Linked DNA regions of Hordeum vulgare: region 1 is linked to region 2. A link is a contact called in public Hi-C data. All regions are on one chromosome and are shown on one strand. The core of a region is the stretch at or near the end of the contact, and the rest is flanking DNA. Distances in the headings are between cores, read along the strand shown.

Region 1 (5,942 bases), core at 1,005-3,504, 71 kb after region 2:
TGTGGCGAGTGTAAGTCAACTCCTTATACTCATATTTTCAGTACATGTACTTTTAACGATATCCATTCCTGCGAAACGACGAGATGCGTCTCTATCCCTGTCGAGGCCCTCGTGCCAAAATAACGATAGGACCGCATCTTGGGCGTTACATACATGTAGAGCACCGTTATAGTCACATAGTTACGTTGTGACATTTGATACACACAAGGTGCTCCTCCGGTGTCCGGGAGTTGTATGATCTCATGGTCATAAGAACAGATACATTGACATGCAGAAAATAGTAGCAATAAACTGACACGATCATATGCCATGTTCATAATTAGGTCTTGTCCATCACGTCATTCTCCTATTGATGTGACCCCGTTATCAAACGACATTTCATGTCTATGGCCAGGAAACCTTGACCATCTTTGATCAACGAGCTAGTCCTTCAGAGGCTCACTAAGGACAGTCTGTTGTCTATGTATCCACACATGTATTTGAGTTTCCAATCAATACAATTCTAGCATGATAATAAACGATTGTCATGAACAAGGAAATATAATAGTAACCAATTTATTATTGCCTCTAGGGTATATTTCTAACATCCCCCATATATACAACCATTAGGACGCCGTTTAGATTTGGGTTTTGTTTTCATTAAAAGTTCGTCATAGCTGCAATTTTGTGTCTTTCGTTTGTGTTCCACAATCAGACCAATATGTCACAAACTCCACTTGCACCAATAAAGCATTCATCTTATATTCGCGATATCCAGATTGCAATTTGAGTTTCTTGCTTGTTCTTCGTTTGTGTGCAGGAAATAGATCCTCGTGGTCAGGTTGATCGTGCTCCGCCATGGTCAATGACCTCTAGTAGTTGGTTTAACGATTTCTAAGACGCGATGTCCTTGCACGTTCGTAGTCGGATGTTCAAAGTCTACTCCATCAAAAACAATAGTCATCATCCCATCAAAAGATGGGACACCTTCGCTTTATCAGAGATTACGTTACATGGAGCGAGAGACACCATCATTCTCTCCATGCAAAGGCATCAGGTCCCAAGCAGAGGGAGTGTAACCTCCGTAGTAACTTTGCTAAGAAATTCCTGCAAAGATAATGGAGGAACATCAACTCATGTCGCCTACGCACAACACTGCTCACCTGAACATAAGGCTCAACCGCAACGCTAGGTATGGCCCCCATCACGTGCTAGGTGTTGAAACCAAGCTGCTCCGTCGAACTGAGAATCAGATGTGCAAGGGAATGCACATCTACAGTCTGAGAGTAGCCATCGAGGCAGGATAACAAGATCATATGTATAAAATATTCTTTTGATCGTGATGGAGGAAGGATATGTGTGAAACTAATTTCGCTTTCTTGATAATAAAATATTCTTTTGATCGTGATGGAGGAAGGATATGTGTGAAACTAATTTCGCTTTCTTTTTATCAAGAAAGGTAGAAAACTTACAATAATTGAATGATAAGAAAGACAGTGGTATCATAAATCTACTAGAGTTCAAGTCCTAAATTTGACATTGAAACTCGCATTCTTTACATTTATTTCAGGCCTTCCGACGTGAGAGGAGACGTCCCCATGATTGTGAAAATGTCCGTAACGACTTTACCGATTTTAAGATTGTGTGTCAGCTCAGTCTTTAAAAAAATGTTCGTATGAATAAAGTATACATGCGTGCATTAATAGGATTGAATATATGTACGTATGTATGAAGGTGTGCGTCTGTACTTTGTTATTATGATCAACAGACTAAGGCGTGTTTAGTTAGCTAAAACGTGAGAGGCTTGAAGGTTGAATTTTTGGTTAACTCGAGGTCTGTTCTGTAAAAGATACTACTGCCATCTTGACAGCCCCACCATTCTAGACGGTGATTGCACCTAGCTACACCTAAGACTAGTCATAGTGGGGAGTAACTAAGTAGTAACATCAACGCCACGTGGGCAAAAAATCTGACGTGACAAGTATTTAATGTGGAGAGAGATGGTAGTGGTAACATAGCTAGTTACCATCACATCACATATTTCAATGCACTATGTGTCTACAACCTAATAAATGTTTGTTTGTATGACACCACATGTATGTTACTCCCCACTATGAAGGTAGTAACATAGACTAATAACAACATCATGTTACTACTCTTAGTTACTCCCCACTATGAGCAGCCTAAAACTCGAGTTTTCGACCGGCCACGTCCTGTATGATCGGCAAGGATTTCGTGGTGTTGATTTGGACCCGCCCGAAATCGAATGGTCTGATGGTCAACTGAGGGACCAGGTCTCGCGCTTGGAGGTTTAGTATGTTGATTTCGTGGTTGGTGGTTTAGTATTTTTGTCGTTGATTTCGTGGTTGGTGGTTTAGTATTTTTGTCGTTGGAACGTGGAGATGGTTATGCATGTCTTTCCTCCCAAGTTGGTGTCGCCATCGCGGCCTCCCTGAAACACCGACCCCTATCTCTGGCTGATGTCACGTCTCCCTCAAGCCGCCTCCTGCGTCTCCCACGTATCCCTTGTGGCACCCACGCTCTTGTCCTCTTCCTGCTGTCTCTGGTTGAAACGTCTGGACACCACACGCAACACACGCTCTACGGCGGTCAAGGTATGGGCGGAGCTGCGCCGAGATGCAGCACTACGAGACGAGGCTCCGATGTTAGTATGTTTCGAACAGGTCGCCCTTCACCCGCGCGTTCCTGCTGCCATGCCCAAAGCGCAAAGGCGTTGCTCGGTTGCAGCAGGCGAAGAACGGGACGGTGCTGCCACGCCCGCGACGGAGTTGGGTCACAGCAGGGAAAGCTTTGCAGCAGGCGATGCTAAGTGGCCACTGCTGCCATGCCGACGGCGGAGCTGTGTTGCAGCAGGCGAGGCTACGAGCATCCTGGTGCCATCCATGCCCAAGCCCAACGGTGGAGCTGCGTTGCAACAGGTCATTAGTTGCAGATGCACGACCACGATCCGGCGGTGAGGCTGCGTTGTTGCACCAGGTAGCTGCAGACGCTGCCGACCAGTGGCCATGCGCTTTGCAAGGGGGTTGACGCCCCGGTCGCCTACAGCGGTGGCGCTGCGGCCGGCACTAGCGGGGTAGCTACAAGACGGAACATGGAACTGCCAACCTGGTTGGGATGTCTCGCCAGACCTCGCCGCTGTAGCCAGGGTTCCCGTGCTTGGAAGAAGATGGAGAGACGGTGAGACACTGTGTAAAGGGTGCGGCTAAATCCAAGTCAACTGAGATTTGACCAATTCTTAGTTAAATGATAAGTAGAACAAATGAAAAATTTAAATGAAAAATTAGAATGCATTTTCATGTAAGATCTCACGAATGTAGTATCGACTGAGACTTGGTTAGACACTGAGATTTTCTGCTCGGTAAAACCTAAATCACACTCACACATTACCGAGTTTTTTTAAGCAACAGGCTATATATCCCGTCGACTTCTATTATCACAACATCGTAAACAATTGAAGAGAAAACAAAAGGACGAAAGAATAAAGATAAAAGTCTGTCTAGGACACATCTAAACCATCGTAAGATCACTGCCATAAGAATTAAACATGCAAAACTTATGCACATCTAGATGTGTTTTAGCGAAAAAGATAACTTCCCTACAAGCCAAGACATTGTCAGCCTCCTACTGCTGCAACAGATAGGATGGCCACGCCCGCACGCCGAATCATACAGGGCAGAGCAACCTCTCGGGTAAAAAAGAAAGGTGAGCAACCTCTAAAATTATTACAAATTCAGCATCAAGCTCAAAAGAGCAGTCAACTACTTCCTCCGTGTCTAAATATAAGTCTTTTAAGATATTTTATTAGGTGTCTACATACAAAACAAAATGAATGAATCTATATTCTAAAGTATGTCTATATACATCTGTATGTAGTTCATTAGTTGAACCTTTAGAAATACTTATATTTAGGAAAGGAGAGAGTACCAGTTAGTATCATTCTTGCAATGGGAGCCCATGGGTCCATGGTTGTGAGCAAAGATCTCTTGTATCACCTTATTGATGTCAAACGGTTGCAGCACTTGCTGAGTCTAAAATGCAAAAGCAAACATAACGCAAACATACATCTCGACAACCTTTGTGTCCTTGACAGTTCTTGGAGTTCTCCACCGGCCACGTCCTGTATGCAATCTATCAAGTCCTTTTCTTAGGGAAAATAATATACTACTGAGATGAGATGCGGTGGAGGCTGGTCCGTGTTGGGATCCACGACACGTTGCCAGCAAGTGGGCATGACGGCATGGTTTCGAAAAGAATGAATGATAGTCCGTACTTGATGCCGACCTAGTAGCATAACGCCATAACCAGTTGACGCAAGTGGGCAGGACTTGCTTTCCATCTGCACATTCTTAATACGAACCACTTTGCCGGCCCGTATGAACTTTTCTTGGTGCTACATTATTAGTATTATGCGTCTGGATACTGGATGAAAATGTGTAGATCGCGAGGACTTGGTTACCTTCGGTATCTCCCGCCACGCGATCGTCATATACACGAAAGTAAACAAGCCCGCATACACCGGATTTGTTTTATTGTTTCGAACTCGACCTGTTCATTAACAGCCCAGCAGCATTTTTTTTCCTATATAAAGAAAAATAATAGGGGTCTCCCCTCCGGTTACATTCATTAACAAGATGAATCCAAACTGTGGCACGCAGATGCATGGGCGGAGGCATCGATCTCTTTTTTTCTTTCAATTTTCAATCTTTTGAACAAAAATTCATATTGAGTTTTGTTTGTATATTCGTGTTTTTGTGACGACCGCCTTCAAAGAAGATTTGTTTTGTTAGAATATTAGGTAAATTTGTAATTAATTTTGGTAAATAAATCATGACAAGAATCAGTAAATAAATCATGATGAGAATCAGGAGTAGCATGCAACAATCTAACATACTACATGAACAACAAAATATACATAACATCATCGCACACGAAGTAGCAACTACACAAAGAGACATTTGCAGATCATGAATGTCGTACTATTCGTTAGTTGCTGCATGAGCGACGGTGTTGACGACGGTCTGTTGTTGACGGCGATGTAAACGACGACGAGTTGCACCGCCCGACTTGGACAGAAGAGGACTCGTAACGACAATCTTGAGCAGTTGCGTGGAGCACTTCCCAATAACTTAATTCGTCCTTCCCCGGTGCAGGATTGCAAGGAAGGACGGTTTCGAAGACCTGCTCTCCCGCACGTCAATGCACGCCACAGTTCGGAATGAAGTAGACTACGATGGTTGCACAATTTGCGAGGCGTGGCAAAACCCTAGTGTTTTTGGTGTGTCTTTGACCGAGGCCGGTAAGAGGTATATATAGGAGGACCAGAGGCGGTACCGTGTCGCGATCATGATCTCAAATTGCAAGGCAACAAACTGAATTTTGATGGACCATTCACGCGCATGGCGCATATACGCGCCATCCTGTGCCCGGGCCTGGCCAAGCGAGGCGAGCGCACATGCATGTGAAAGCACATATACTTCCTTGGTGGTTTTGATAATTCTTAACAACATACATGTTTCTTGGACTAATAGTGTTGGGGAACGTTGCATGGGAAACCGAATTTTTTCTATGCACACACCTATCCATGGTGATGACCATCTATGAGAGGGCAGAGTGTATCTACATACCCTTGTAGATCGCTAAGCGAAAGTGTATATAACGCGGTTGATGTAGTGGAACATCTTCACGATCTAAATCGCAGCCCGTCCCGCGATCTCATCACGATACGCCCCGTGATCCCATCATGATCCGTCTCGATCTAGTGCCGAACGGACGGCAGCTCCGCGTTCAGCACACGTACAACTCGATGACATCTCCGCCTCCTCGATCCAGCGAGCGAGGGCGGAGTAGTAGATGAGTTCTCTGGCAACACGGCGACGTGGTGGCGGTTGTGGTGGGGCTATCCTGACAGGGCTACGCCTAGCGCTACCGAAACCGCAAACGGA
Region 2 (6,703 bases), core at 1,593-4,092:
TGCATGCACAAGCACAAGCACAAGCACAAACCTAAGGTAGGCGTGTCAAGCTGTCAACCGGCACGGCGGGGATGAACTTGACGGCCCAGCCGATGGGCCATGACAAGGCGGCGATGGCAACGCAGACACTCCACTGCACCAAGCCCATACTCTCGGTGCCGGCGAACCTGGCGAGGACCTCGACCATCAGCACCTGTAGCACGAGCGCCACGCCGATGACGACGAGGAACGTCGTGCTCTTGAGCACCCCGGCGAAGACGTTCTTGTTTTCTACCTCCCTCGCGTTGAACTCGTTCAACACTTGGCACAGAACGAACACGTTGAAAATCATGGTGCCGTTGGCCTTGCCGTTGGCCTTGCCGTCGGTGCCGAAGACATCACGGCCACAGTACTGGAGCGCCAGCAGCACGGCTATCTGGAACGCCGCCTGCGCGGCGAGGTTGCGCCACATGGCTCTGCTGATGAGCGGCGCCGTGCGTGAGATGGGCGGGCGGTCCATGAGCGCGTCCGCGGGCTTGTCCGTGGCCACCGCCAGCGCGCTCAAGGTGCCCATCACCAGGTTCACCCACATGATGAGCTGCACGGTGGTCAGCGGAGCATCGCCCGTGGTGATTGCGGACACGAAGTTGACGACGATGGCCACGCCGTTGACGGTGAGGTGGAACTGGACGAACCTCAGGAAGTTGTTGTAGGCGCAGCGCCCCCAACGGATGGCCATCACCACTGTGCCGAACACGTCGTTGAGGATGATGGTGTCCTTGGTGACATCGGTGCCTTGGACGCCCATGGACAGCATCACGTCGGCCTCCTTGAGCGCCAGCGAGTCGTTGGTACTGTCGCCGGTCACGGCCACCACGTGTCCCTTCTGCTTCAGCCGCCTCACCAGCACCAGCTTGTCCAAGGGACGGAACCTCGCCATGATACGGATCTTGTCCACCACCTCCAGCTGCTGCGCCGCCGACATGGCCCGGAACTCCTGTCCCTCCATGACGACGCCGTTGAGGTCGCTGCTGGATATGACGCCGCATTCCTTGGCGATCGCGCGGGCCGTGAGGATGTTGTCGCCGGTGAGCATCTGGACGATGACACCCGCCTTGGTGCATGCTTCAACGGCGGCCTTAACCTCTGGTCGGCACGGGTCTTTCAACCCGACCAAGCCCAGCAACGTCAGACCCTCCTCGTCGTCGATATTCGTTTGCTCGGTGCCGTTGACCTGCTTGTAGGCGAAGGCGATACACCCGAGGCCGACCACCGCCATATCGTTGATGACCTTCTCAAGCTTCTTCATCTGCTTGACGCCAAGTTCGTGCGCCGCTCCGTCCATGTCCATGTACATCGAGCAATTCGCCAGGACCACCTCTGCGGCACCTTTCCAGTGCGCAACCACCTTACCCGTGGTGTTGTCCATGGTAATGGCGCGGCTGCGCTTCTTGACGGAGTGGAATGCCTCGACATGCAGGACCTCGCAGCTCCTCTTCAGTTCCTCGGCGTCCATGCCGAGGTACGCCACGGCCCATGACAGTAGCGCCTTCTCCATCGGGCTGCCCGATATCTCCGGCGGCAACAGGCAGTCGGGCCTGTATACGCTTCCGGTGGTGTTGAGCCCGGCTCCCTGGCAGAGCAAGCTAACGACGCCGGAGGCGATTGCCGTGGTGTCTTTAACCCGGTCAGTACCGACCCAGAGCTCGGTCACCTTCATCTGGTTCAACGTGAGCGTTCCGGTCTTGTCGGTGCAGATGACTGTGACCGACGCCATCGTCTCCAACGCCGATAGACGGTGCACCAGCGCGTTATCCTTCACCATCCGCATCATGTAGAAGGTGAGCATCAGCGTCACCGCGAGAGGGAGCGGGAGCGGGATGCTGTTGTCCAACAACGGCAGCTTCGCCGTGCTGCTGGTGAAGTGGCGCACCGTGAAGGTGACCGCCGCGACGGCGACGCTGATTTTGCCGATGGTCAAGGAGAGCCCCTCGAGGCGCTCCTGGAGCGGCTTCGGGTCATCGGCCTCGATTTTCATCAGCTCGCCCCACGAGGTGTCGGTGCCAACGGCGGTGACAACCATCCGGCCGTAGCCAGCAATTACCTTCACGCCAGAGGCGAGGAAGGGGTACTTCTTGTCGTCGATCTCGATCGGCTGGGGCTCGCAGGTAATGCTCGACTCGTCTACCCGAAGGCCGTGCCCCGTCAGGAACACCCCGTCCGCGGGCACGGCGTCGCCGGCCTTCAGTATCACCACGTCACCGACGACGATGTCGAGTATGGAAACCTCCTGCCTCCGGGCGGCGCGGACGACGGTGACGTCGATGTTGGCGGACTCGGCCGCGAGCTTGTCGTCCCACTTGGCTTGGGTGTGGCCGATGACCGCAGTCACGGCGGAGACGAGGAGCACGGCGAGGAAGATGCCCACGCCGTACAACACGTACTTGAGGCGGTGCTCCTTGATGCCGAAGCCGAGGTCGACGGCGGCGCAGACGAGGAGCGCGACGAGGACGACGTCCCTGAGCGCGTCGCACAAGTGGTTGAAGAAGCTGTTGCTGGTCTCGGCCGGCTTCTGGTACTTGTTCTCGCCGAACACCTCCTTGCGACGGCGCACGTCGGCGATTTCCCCGCAGATACCGTGCTCCGGGTGGGACTGGAGCTTGGCGGCGATGCAGGCACCGCCGCCCATGCGGAGGAAGCAGTCCTGTCGCTTCTCCTTGACAAGGAACTTGAAGGATTCGCCGTTGCCCTTGCCGTCGTCGACCCTTATTACTGTGTCCATCGGCATGTGCTGCATGGCGGAACGGCTGGACTGAAAGATGTGGTGTTGAGTGGTGCTAGCAGCTGGGGCCAGGTGTGACCAGGTTTGGATTGCTTATGGTGCTTTTCTACAGATTATTGAGTTGATAGCCCATCTGGGGGAGAGATTAGTTATTAGTAGCGGGGAGAGGGATAGAGTTGCGTGCGGTTGACGCGTTGCGCCGTTCCTTCTTTTCCTTTGGCTGCTGCGGATCGGACAAGGCTTCGAGCGCGCAATGCCTCGTCGCGTGAGACCACGTTGTGCAATGGTGGAATATACCGGGAGGAACACCTTCCGGAAGTCACCACGGCGAGGTTTCGACTCCATCTTGATCGTCATCGCCTGGTCACTTTGAAAGCAGAGGAATGGCGAGGTGTTCGGGAGGAGCCCATAACAACTTAAACCCTGCACAATTGATGCAACAAATTCTCAACGAAGTTGAAGACTGGAAAAAAGGCCGGAGCTCGTGATCTACATAGATTTGCAAGAGAGTAATTTTATATTTCTATACGTGTTGGTGATGGTGTTCGATCTTATCTATGTTCGCATGGACATGATCCTCTCATAAATTGTTTCTTTACCTTTTGTAAAAATATGGTACGTTATGGACGTATTCTCGAAAAAAAGACCACGTTGTGCGTCAAAAGGAGGGCGGGCTCGGGGTACACATCCTTACTGTCCAAAACAATTATCTCCTCATGAAACTTCTGCATCGTCTGCATATTTTTTTTTGAAATGTGATGCGTTATGACCCGATTCATTAAAAAAGATCGAAGAGAGTTGTTCGGTTAATAAACGAAAAACTGGGCAAAAAACTTCACAATACGTCCGCCAAAACAAGGCACACAAGGCGACCTCGCAACCCACACAAGAACGCACACACGTCGCCAAGGAGAAGAGCGTCGTTGAGGTTACCATCGACGACCACCGATGTAGCCTCCACCACACAAACGCAGAGGCCTGCGTCGGCCAACCCCAAACAGTCCACCACATGCGTCGGCGACCAGGCAGTTTCGATTCTATCGACGAGCATTGTAGGATAAAAAGTGTTGGACCTGTGCCGAGCCAGCGCCAGAACCGACCATCCGTCTCGCGTCATCGTCACCGCGAGGCTCCTCCTTAAACAGCTCAGATTTCAGAAGACAAGAGAGGCACGGCGAGTCCTCGAACACGTCGGATGAGACCGACTACTAGAACACAGCTGCAAATCCTACTCCGTTTGAAGCGGCCATCGTTGCCACACAAGAAGCCGCGCAAAAGCATCCACATTGGCGGACGGGCACCAGCCGACCGCGATGTCGCGAGCGTCTGACCCATGGAGTGTGCAAACGAATCCAAAGCTCTTCAAGACTACACCCCAAGAACAAAGCGACGATGCCGACACCGTCGTCCGACGCAATCGGGTCTAAGGTTTTCACCCGAAGAACTGGATCCGAGGGTGTGCAGGGAGAGAGGACGTGGATGTGCCGCTGTGTTCTGATTAACTGCAATATGCTTTGAAAGGACGTGGATGTGCAGTTGTGTTCTGATTAACTGCAATATGCTTTGAAAGGACATGGATGTCGCCTAGAGGGGGGGTGAAGGTGAATAGGCGCTTTAAAATAATTACGGTTTAGGCTTGAACAAATGCGGAATAAAACTAAGGTTTAATTTGTCAAGCACAAAACCTAAAACAACTAGGCTCAACTATGTGCACCAATAACTTATTCTAAGCAAGATAAACAACTAAGTGATAGCAAGATATATGACCAGAAACAATATGGCTATCACAAAGTAAAGTGCATAAGTAAAGGGTTCGGGTAAGAGATAACCGAGGCATGCAGAGACGATGATGTATCCTGAAGTTCACACCCTTGCGGATGCTAATCTCCGTTGGAGCGGTGTGGAGGCACAATGCTCCCCAAAATGCCACTAAGGCCACCGTAATCTCCTCACGCTCTCGCACAATGCAAGATGCCGTGATTCACTAAGGGACCCTTGAGGGCGGTCACCGAACCCGTACAAAAGGCAAACCTTGGTGGCGGTCACCGATACCCGTACAAATTGCTCGGGGCAATCTCCACAACCTAATTGAAGACCCCGACGCTTGCCCGGAGCTTTACACCACAATGATTGAGCTCCGAGACACCACCAAGCTTCTAGGACGCCAAATCATCCACGAAGAACAATATCTAGGGTACTAAGTACCAAAGGGTAATAAGCTTCTCAACTTCTCACTTCCACGTATCACCATGGAGAACTCAAACTGATGCAACTTATGCAATGGCAAGAACACACGAAGTGGTCAAGTCCCTCACACTCAAATCCCTCCACAACAACGAAAGCTATGGAGAAGTATGAGAGGAAGAACAAGGAGCTCACAAAGAACTCCAAGATCTAGATCCAAGGGGTTCCCCTCACATAGAGGAGAAAGTGATTGGTGGAGATGTGGATCTAGATCTCCTCTCTCTTTTCCCTCAAGAACAAGCAAGAATCATTGGAGGGATTGAGAGTTAGCAAGCTCTAAGAAGGTCAACAATGGGGGAAGAACACGAGATCAACGGATAGATAGAACCAAGGGGGAAGAAGACCCCCTTTATATAGTGGGGGAAGGAATCAGACCGTTACCCCCACTTACAGCCCGAGCCCAGCGGTACTACCGCTGGCTGCAGCGGTACTACCGCTGAGCCCATGGTAGCGCAAAGATACTACCGGGCCAACCACCGCCAAGAATGTCTTCGCAAAAAGTCCAACGAAGTACAACCGCAACGATGACGGTACTAATGTCCTGGAGCGGTACTATCGCTGACCAGGGGCGGTACTACCGCTGACCAGGGGCTGTACTACCGCTGTCCAGCTCTAGAGGTACTACCGCTAGGGCCAGCGGTACTACCGCTAGGTCCAGCGGTACTACCGCTCGCCACTAAAACAACCATAACTTTCGCATACGAGCTCCGAATCGAGCAAACCCAAGCTTGTTGGATTCAGGACGACAAGAGCTATCCAAACATCGATGATATAGAGATGTGAGACCTCTATGAATGAAGAACCGACAAAAACTCCATCATCGAAAACATCATAATAGATGCATATGGACTCCGTTTTCGATGAACTCGAGCTTGTCATGAAGATGACCATAAGCTCTAAAACTCACAAAGAGAAACACTAAATAAGAACCAAGAAGTATGATGCAAGGATGAAAATGGTTTGAGCTCTCAACGGACGATACGATCAATTTACTCACTTGAGAGTCCCCTTTGACAGTACAACAGTCTATCCTAAAACAGAAAACCTATCAAGGGCAAACCTATACCTTGCTCCTCGACCTCTTGAGCTAGATGATGATGATCTTGGCTTCCTCAAGATGAACCACCTTTCTTGATTGCGTTGGCTCGATGAAGGCTAGTTGATTGCTCCCCCATACTCACTATGGGTGAGCCACTCTTCAGCATATCTTCACAAGTCCATTGCCACCACAATGGATGACAAGCTTCAAGCATGATATATTCATGCTGATCCACTTGACCTTGCACACCACAATCTTGATGACGATCACCACTTGACGTCATCCTTCATGGGTTGTATGCGATCTTCCTTTTGACGCAAGCCCATGGAAACACACCTAACCCCCACATAGAACTCTCACAAAGACCATGGGTTAGTACACAAACACGTAATGGACAATGCTTACCATACCATGGGATCACTTGATCCCTCTCGGTACATCTTGTACGCTTTGTGTGTTGTTCATCTTGATTTACTCTTTGTCTGAGATCTTGATCAACCTTGTGTCTCTATGACCGTTCTTTGGATAATACCTTGAATACCATCTTGGTCATCAGATAAACTCCTTGAACCCAACAGATGGACTTCAAGAAGTGACTATGGACAAATCCTATAAATATAACTTAAGGCAACCATTACTCCATAGGAATTGTCATCAAT

Evidence for each region. Hi-C and Micro-C count contacts between places; a contact is called where the count stands out from the background.
Region 1: a Hi-C map of seedling shows a contact between it and region 2, with 3 times the contacts expected there. The contact joins the enhancer-like site here to the promoter of LOC123405263 in region 2. A contact is called at or near these places in 3 of 6 Hi-C or Micro-C datasets (leaf and seedling).

What each region holds. Positions count from the first base shown.
Region 1 is chr6H:169,320,232-169,326,173 of MorexV3_pseudomolecules_assembly, forward strand. No RefSeq gene overlaps it. Among protein-coding and RNA genes, the nearest start is that of LOC123405263, 71 kb to the left of the region's middle. Within about 2 kb of position 2,255, at least 3 of the 3 cell types and tissues checked have open chromatin away from gene starts, as enhancers often do. A contact at or near this core is called in leaf and seedling, where this site is marked.
Region 2 is chr6H:169,249,015-169,255,717 of MorexV3_pseudomolecules_assembly, forward strand. It overlaps LOC123405263 (calcium-transporting ATPase 7, plasma membrane-type-like), which reads right to left and starts at 2,843. Exons shown (of 1, transcript XM_045099018.1): 1 at 32-2,843. The coding sequence starts at 2,776. The coding sequence ends at 32.